Linked DNA regions of Sus scrofa: region 1 is linked to region 2. The links are chromatin contacts, called in public Hi-C maps. All regions are on one chromosome and are shown on one strand. The core of a region is the stretch at or near the end of the contact, and the rest is flanking DNA. Distances in the headings are between cores, read along the strand shown.

Region 1 (3,639 bases), core at 822-3,321, 340 kb before region 2:
CAAACTAAGACCAGGGCAATTTTGGAATCTACATTATTTAAGATAGCAGAGCCTCCTCTTCCCACCAATACCACATTGCCTCAAACTCACCACAGCTGGATTCTGCTTTTTATGAGCAAAACCTAAATTTCCACTGTGTTAAACCACTGATATTTCAGGACTGTTATCATCTGTTACAGAACCTCAACTGACATGCTGTGTATGCCCCACTTCCCCTCTGACAGGTTTCTAAATATAAAGCAGATCCAAGCCAGGGAAAGGGAAAGGTTTTAAATTAGACAAGGGGTTCCCACCATGGTGTGATGGGATTAGTGGCATCTTGGGAGTGCTAGGATGCAGGTTCAGTCCCCAGCCCAGCATAGTGGGTTAAGGATCCGATGTTGGCCGCAGCTGTGGCTTAGTTGGCAACTGCAGCTCAGCTCTGATCCCCGCCCAGGAATTCCATATGCTATGGGGCAGTGAAAAAAAGAAAAAATATTAAAATAAGGAAATAAATTGAAGTTCCCATTGTGGCTCAGCAGAAATGAATGTGATTAGGAACCATGAGATTGAGGGTTTGGTCCCTGGCCTTGCTCAGTAGGTTAAGGATCCGGCATTGCCCATGAGCTGTGGTGTAGGTTGCAGATGAGGCTCGGATCTGGCGTGGCTGTGGCTGTGGCTGTAGCCAGCAGCTGCAGCTCTGATTAGACCGCTATCCTGGGAAACTCCATATGCCACCGGTGCGGCCCTAAAAAAAAGACAAAAGACAAAAAAATAAATAAATAAATTAGATGAGAGTTTGAATTTTTCATAGTACTCTCTGACTGGGTTGTGTGTGTGTGTGTGTGTGTGTGTGTGTGTGTGTGTGTGTGTGTTGAAAATGAGAGTTACATTTGACATAAATGACCAAGGTTTCATCCAAGAGTAGGGAAGAAAAGTTGAGAGGTTATTTTTAAAAATAAACTTGCTTTCTGTCTGTGTCCCTTTCAATAAACTGGTTATAAGTTATGCATGTTTCTTTGATCCAGTAAAAGTAGCTACACTGATAGTTGAATGTGAGCTAACAAAACAATATACAAAATGTTTTACTTGGTCCAGTAAACATTGATGTGTTTAATTTTATTAATTTTCCACTTGACCATGCATTGAAAGATATACCTATATGAATATATATTACTCTGGGATATTATCCTATTATCTTATTTTATGTCCATAAAGAGAAAGAATTATGAGTTATGAACTTTGAATTTGGAAGTTTTCATGAAAAATTCTAAGCCTCCTACTCCCTATACTTAGATGCTGTTTCCTCCTAGTTCAATTGGTCTAAAAACTTTGGTTGAAATGGATGCTTTGCAGTCAACTGAGGTTAGCTTCTGGGCACAGTCTCCAGTTTAACATGTGGTCTTTTATTCCTTCCCCAACCCATTATGTCACTAAGGCAGGGGTAGCAAAGTCACGCCCAGATGGAACCCCGTGGGGTCCCACATTACTAGAATGGGAATCAAGATAGTAACTACAGTAAGAGAACAAACTGAAAGAGGTTCTGAGTGCTCATGTAAGAGAACAAACAAAAGTACCCACAAACAAAATTTTAAAAGGAACAAAAACAGCTCTAGTTCATGAATACAAAATAGTAGAATGGCCAAGGTCAAAATGGAAGACAGCAATTTATGAGTCATAATTTTACCCTAAATATTTTCGTACTGCAAAAAGACACCTTCAAATTGAGGTGTCATTTTATCCACAAGATTAGATTAAAAAACCTAAATTTCTTTAGATTAATAATAATAATATATTACATTTATTGAGAATCCACTGTGTGCCAGGGATTGTTCAAAGCACTGTGTATATTCTAATTCATTTAATCCTTACAATACCCTTGGCTAGGCTAGGACTCTCTTTACATCCGTTTTATAGATAAAAAAGTAAGGAATTGAGAGGGCAACAAAATCATTCCAAGGCACATTGCTCAGAGGTGACGGAGTCTAGATTCGACTTCAGGCAGGCTGGATTCCAAGCCATAGTATAAAGCACTGCTGCTTTTTTGAGCCCCTACACAGTGCCAGACAGAGCCAGGCATTTCACCTTGGTTTAACCCACTTGGCAATCTTGAAGATAGCATTCTCAGTGTACAAATGAAGGTGCAAAGGCTCAGAGGTTAAGAACCTTGCCAAGTCTACAGTTATAATCTGATCCCCACAACACTCTTACTTATTTAACCTTGGAGGGTGATCTTAAAATCTAAAGTCAGGGTATTTTTAAGAATGAAAAGGGACGTCGTTAACAATTATACTGGCACCATAGGCATAAACCGGGCCTCTTGCAGGCACACCCTCCTCTCTTCTGAAGCCCACTGGCTGATAATATGCTACCTCAGATCTCTAAAGAGTTCTTCAACATGACGAAAGAGAAAAGTGTTTCCCCAGGGCTTGTGAACCAATACCATCTTCTCTTCCCCTCTCCCTACATGTTTATGTCCTCTTCGGAAACCCTGTTTGACCACCTTCCTCTTCTCTCCCTCAAGTCTTAAAAAAAAAATAAAATAAAAGACCACATTTAGATTTTATAAAAGTATTCTCTTCAAGTGTGAAATGACGGTGTACTGGGGCCCTGGAGAAAATAACATCCTTTCACCTAACAGAACAGAGCTGCACGAAATGGGAGGAAAGAACAGCAAGGACTAATAATTTAAAGAGAAATTTATAGGTCCGCTGCTCTCATGACTAAGAAATAATTTGCTGTCTGCAGCTTCAGGGGCAAGGGAATAGTGCTCAAAACCAGCTGTGCCTGGGAATCTCCTTAGGCATTAAAAATACAGATGCCCAAACCTCATCCCCGATGTACTGAATCAGAGCTTTAGAGGAGTGAATTCTTCAGTGTCTCACCAGGGAATCTGACTCACAGCCAGGGAGAACGAGTCAATATTAAATCCTGCTGACCCTGGCAGAAACATGGAAAATGCATATTCATATTCATCTTGCATGTTACAGTTACCAAACAGTTCATCCAGGGCCACCTCTGACATATTTTAGAATTTTTTTTGGGGGGGGAGGGGGTTGCTTTTCTAATCTAAAATGATCAAACCTCATCTTTCAGATCTCTTTCAAGTTTTTGCAGTTTTTCATGGTTCCTTTCTCTTATTCTTTAACATTTCTTCATTCTCCACATCTTCTAATACATATGTGCAAACATATGTATACATACATACGTACAAACATACATACATATACGGGCATATGTACACATGTGTATACATACAAAGATAATTCAGGTAAATATATAATTCAGATTTTTTTTCATTGAAAGTCATCCCGTGTTGAGTTTATTCATTGTCAATATTAGGAAAGGCCTCTTGAAACTGTCTTTGATTTTTATTTAAGTTGTAGAAAATAAGTATCTGGTAAAACAATTTTGGAAAAATCCCATGCCTTAATAATATTTTTTTAATCAGAGAATTATTTTGTTTTGCTTCCCACTGACTCTTTTCCCCAGTATGTCACTAGGAAAACTTTAAAACATACAGCATAGTTGAAAGGATTTTGAAGTAAACATCCGAGGACCCATCACCTCGATTCTACCCTGAAGAGTGTACACCACTTCCACTGTCACATGTCTATTTATCTGTTATTCCTTGCATGAGTCTACTAATCCATCTTGGTT
Region 2 (3,704 bases), core at 994-3,493:
GACATCCAGTCTAAACAGATACATCAATCTGCTCACTGAGAGAAGAAAGCTGGCTCTCCCAATATAATTACAGTGTGGCTGATTTATTATTCTGAACTTTGGTGCATGGCAGGGGTAGTGTTATCTCTGCCAGTGTATAATATTGGGCCAAAAGATGAAATACCAAGCTAGCCTGATGGGTTCCAAGAATCCATTTGCATAAACAGAGCTCCCACATATGCCAATGTGTGTTCAAGGATTGTGCCACGTGGCTTAGTCTCTTTGGCAAAGCCCTTTCGAGAAGGAAATTACAAGTTTTCATATATTCAGAACCATTTAATAGCTGGCAGGCTACTGCCAACCACCAAAGCTACTGCCAAGTCTACTGAGATATCTTAAAGTGTCCATCGTTGTCAGGTTGGTTTTAGAGCTAAATAAATATACCACAAATGACACATGCTACATTTTCTCTAAAAGAAACAATCATTTCTCTCTAGCCCTAGTCCCTGGTGGTATAAACATGCTAAACCCCAGAGGTGAAAAGAATATTTTATAAAAGATTGTGGGAGGTCATGTGAGATCATGGTCCAGGGAATGGATTGTGAATGACAGAGATGGAGGTTAGAATTAAGCTCCTCCAGAGTTTTCTGACAGGGCCCTAGAGGTCAAGGATCTGTGGTTGTCACTGATATGGCACAGGTTCGATTCCTGACCCAGGAACTTTCTCATGCTGTAGGCATGGCCAAAAAAAAAAAAAAAGATTAATAGCTCCTCTACGTGACAGCTTCATGTGCTTCAATTTTCATAACCCTTAAAAACCTCAATGACCTCATCTGTGAAATGGGAATTAAATGTTGTTAGGGTGAGTGAGTGGTTTTAGATAAGCCACTTGGCATAAGAGAGGAAATCAATAAACACTGTTTGTCAACATGCTAGGTCTGATGATGAATCCTCTGGATGTGGAATTCCCTATGAAACAATTTTACATTTGTGTTTACCTGTCAATTGTAATTGGAAGTCAATATAGCCATATGTAGGATGCCAAAGACCCATTTGGATTTATTTTAGACCCCAACTTGGAATCTACGTGTACAATCACACGGCAACAGGTGGTATTACTTGAATTGTCAAGAGCTAGAGAGGATAGAAGAAAATTAGAGTTATATAAAGGAAGCATCCATTGCAGATGAAGGCCCATGATGCCTGTGGGTTGTGTGCATGAATATTCAAAGGGTTCAGAACAGAGAAAACTGGTGGAGGACTAAGCGGTCCCACAGCCCTGGTCCTATAGCACCAAGAGGGCCTCGTGCTTCCATCGTGAACAACAATCAACTCACAAAACAGTGCTTGTCATGTTTATTAATATTATTGTCTTGAAATTTATTTATTTTGGAGTTTTGTTTCTAACACATAAAATCGTTTAGACTTCATGGTTGTTTGCAAGTGGTAAAGAAGTTTATCCCTGGTTTTAGGCTTTATATATTTAAATAAGTAAACCTAAGAAACAATTCCTAGTTGCAGTGGATGTTCAGGCAAATGTTTATTCTCCATAGAATGAGTTCACAGATTATTCAGTTTTCAGAAACCCAGTAATAACTGGCCACTGCTAGTATAATTATTAGGAAGGAAATAAATTGATGCAAGGAATAAACACTGTGTTAAGTGAAAGAGCAGGCTATAATATTGTTATGATCAACATTGTGTTGAAAAAATGATGCCCAGGAAAAACAACAACATAAAGGAACATTTGAAATAATAATCGTTACATTTCGGTGATAAAATTATGACTGCCTTTTTTTCTATCTTAAAATGTTTCAATTTGTCCTTAAGCAACAGAAATTTCATCATTTTAAAGCCTGTGTCTCCACGGGGAGCAGCCCCTCCAGGGCGAGAACATTACTTGCAAGGAATGTAGGCTGACTCCAGCCCAAGCCCCCTGTTTTCAATAGATTCCTGCAAATTGTGCTTCAGATCCCTAAATACCCCCTGGTAGCTTCAACAGATGTGATTTACAGGGCACGACTCTCTCTTAAAACACCTTTCTGGGAACTGGAATTCTCCGTAGTACTGGTGAGTTCCAAGAACCGTCTGTGCAGCGGTGAAGGTGGTCACCAGCTCCCCCTCATTCGTCTCCATTGGCTCCTCTCCATGGCCCACCCCTGGCAAATGGGGAAATCAGCCTCAAACGGCTTTCTTGTCTCTCTAGCACCCCTTTGGGCCACCTCTGCCTTCCTTCTGGCCCTCTTCCCGAGACTTAGTCATTGCGTCACACCAGTACCAGACCTTCCTTGGCTGGGCTTCCAGTGCTGTCTGCCCAGCCCTCCTTAATACTTACCTCGGAGAGCGTGGTGGGAATTCCTACCCAAGCCAGCTGCACTCTTTAAATGCCTAAAGCTAATCGGATTACAACACACACACAAATGCGTGTGTATTTTTTTTTTTAATACCCAGGCAACCCCAAAGCATATAAATTAGGATATTTGGAGGCAGGCCCTGATATTGGAAATTCTAATGTCCAGCCAAGTTTGAGAACCATCAGATCAACAGCCCAAAGCTGAGTCAATATCTCAAAGGTCTGAGAACACACACTCTGAAACCAATGACCTAAAGTTGAACTATGGCTCCACCACAAACCTGCTAGCTCCATAACCTTGAGTGATTTTAATATATCCCTGGATACTTTCATTTCCTTACTTGTAAAGAGGAGAGGACACTGATAAGCCTTTCTGTCTAATAGGGTGGAGGCAAGGCTTAAGTCCCGTAGCTCCTAGGAAGCGCTTAGGGCAGCCTAGCATGCAGTAAGTGCTTCGTCCGGGCTGGTTCTCATTGATAATTATCATTACTCACCATCCCCTAGTCACCTGGCTCAGGGGAGCCCAGGGAGGCAGCCTCAGGAGTAAAGCAACAATGAGATCTCCTTTTCCTCTGAGATAAGATCTTATGACAGCTCCTGTCCTGAGCAGACCTTTGCTGGTCCCAGTCCCCATCAGATGCTGTGACTAAGGATGGCAGAGCGTGTGGACACCAGTCACCCTTCTCTGGACCCCTCCTCAGAGGGCCCACAGAGCTCTAGGAAGTGCCTGATGGGTGCTGTTCATGTAACTAGTAGAACCCACTTCTGCAGCCATCTCACAGGCATACCTGATCTTCGTCTTCTTTTAATTGAATTATAGTTGATTTATAATATTGTGTTAGTTTCCCGGTGTTCAGCATTGTGATTCTGTTACGCATGTACATATTTCTTTTGATTATGGTTTATTACAGGATTTGAATATAGTTCCTCCTGCTCTATAGTTGAATCTTGTTGTTTATCTCTTTTATATGTAGTAGTGTGTATCTGTTAAACCCAAGCTCCGAATTTATCCCTCCCCACCCGCGTTTCCCCTCTGGTAACCCTAAATTTCTGTGTCTGTTGAGTCTGTGTCATAAGTACATTCATGTAGTGTCACATTTGGGATTCCACTATAAGGGACTTGATTTTCAAGGGGCGGCTCCAACCCTTGCTCGCCTTTGGCAACCCTCCCAGTGCCTCAGGCTTGGGCTCCTGGGGTGTGCCCATGTCCTAATAAGGTCTATTCCCCCACTTCACCAAACCCGGTTCACCAACCTGTGTGTTAAAATAAACACCCTCCTGAGCTCCCTGGGCTGCACACCTGTGAGTGTTTGCTTTTAACTGACGTGTTGATTTAGCATTAGACCCAGCAGGGGATGTGGTTACAGGGCTA

What was found. Hi-C and Micro-C count contacts between places; a contact is called where the count stands out from the background.
Region 1: a Hi-C map of skeletal muscle shows a contact between it and region 2, with 6 times the contacts expected there. The contact joins two enhancer-like sites. A contact is called at or near these places in 5 of 47 Hi-C or Micro-C datasets (fetal heart ventricle, heart right ventricle, mesenchymal stem cells and 2 more).

Annotation. Positions count from the first base shown.
Region 1 is chr5:32,283,908-32,287,546 of Sscrofa11.1, reverse strand. The region is part of intron 2 of LOC102166619 (a long non-coding RNA gene); the gene reads left to right. Among named protein-coding and RNA genes, the nearest start is that of IFNG, 200 kb to the left of the region's middle. Within about 2 kb of position 2,071, at least 1 of the 83 cell types and tissues checked has an H3K27ac peak or open chromatin away from gene starts, as enhancers often do. A contact at or near this core is called in skeletal muscle, where this site is marked.
Region 2 is chr5:31,941,825-31,945,528 of Sscrofa11.1, reverse strand. No RefSeq gene overlaps it. Among named protein-coding and RNA genes, the nearest start is that of DYRK2, 100 kb to the left of the region's middle. Within about 2 kb of position 2,243, at least 18 of the 83 cell types and tissues checked have an H3K27ac peak or open chromatin away from gene starts, as enhancers often do. A contact at or near this core is called in skeletal muscle, where this site is marked.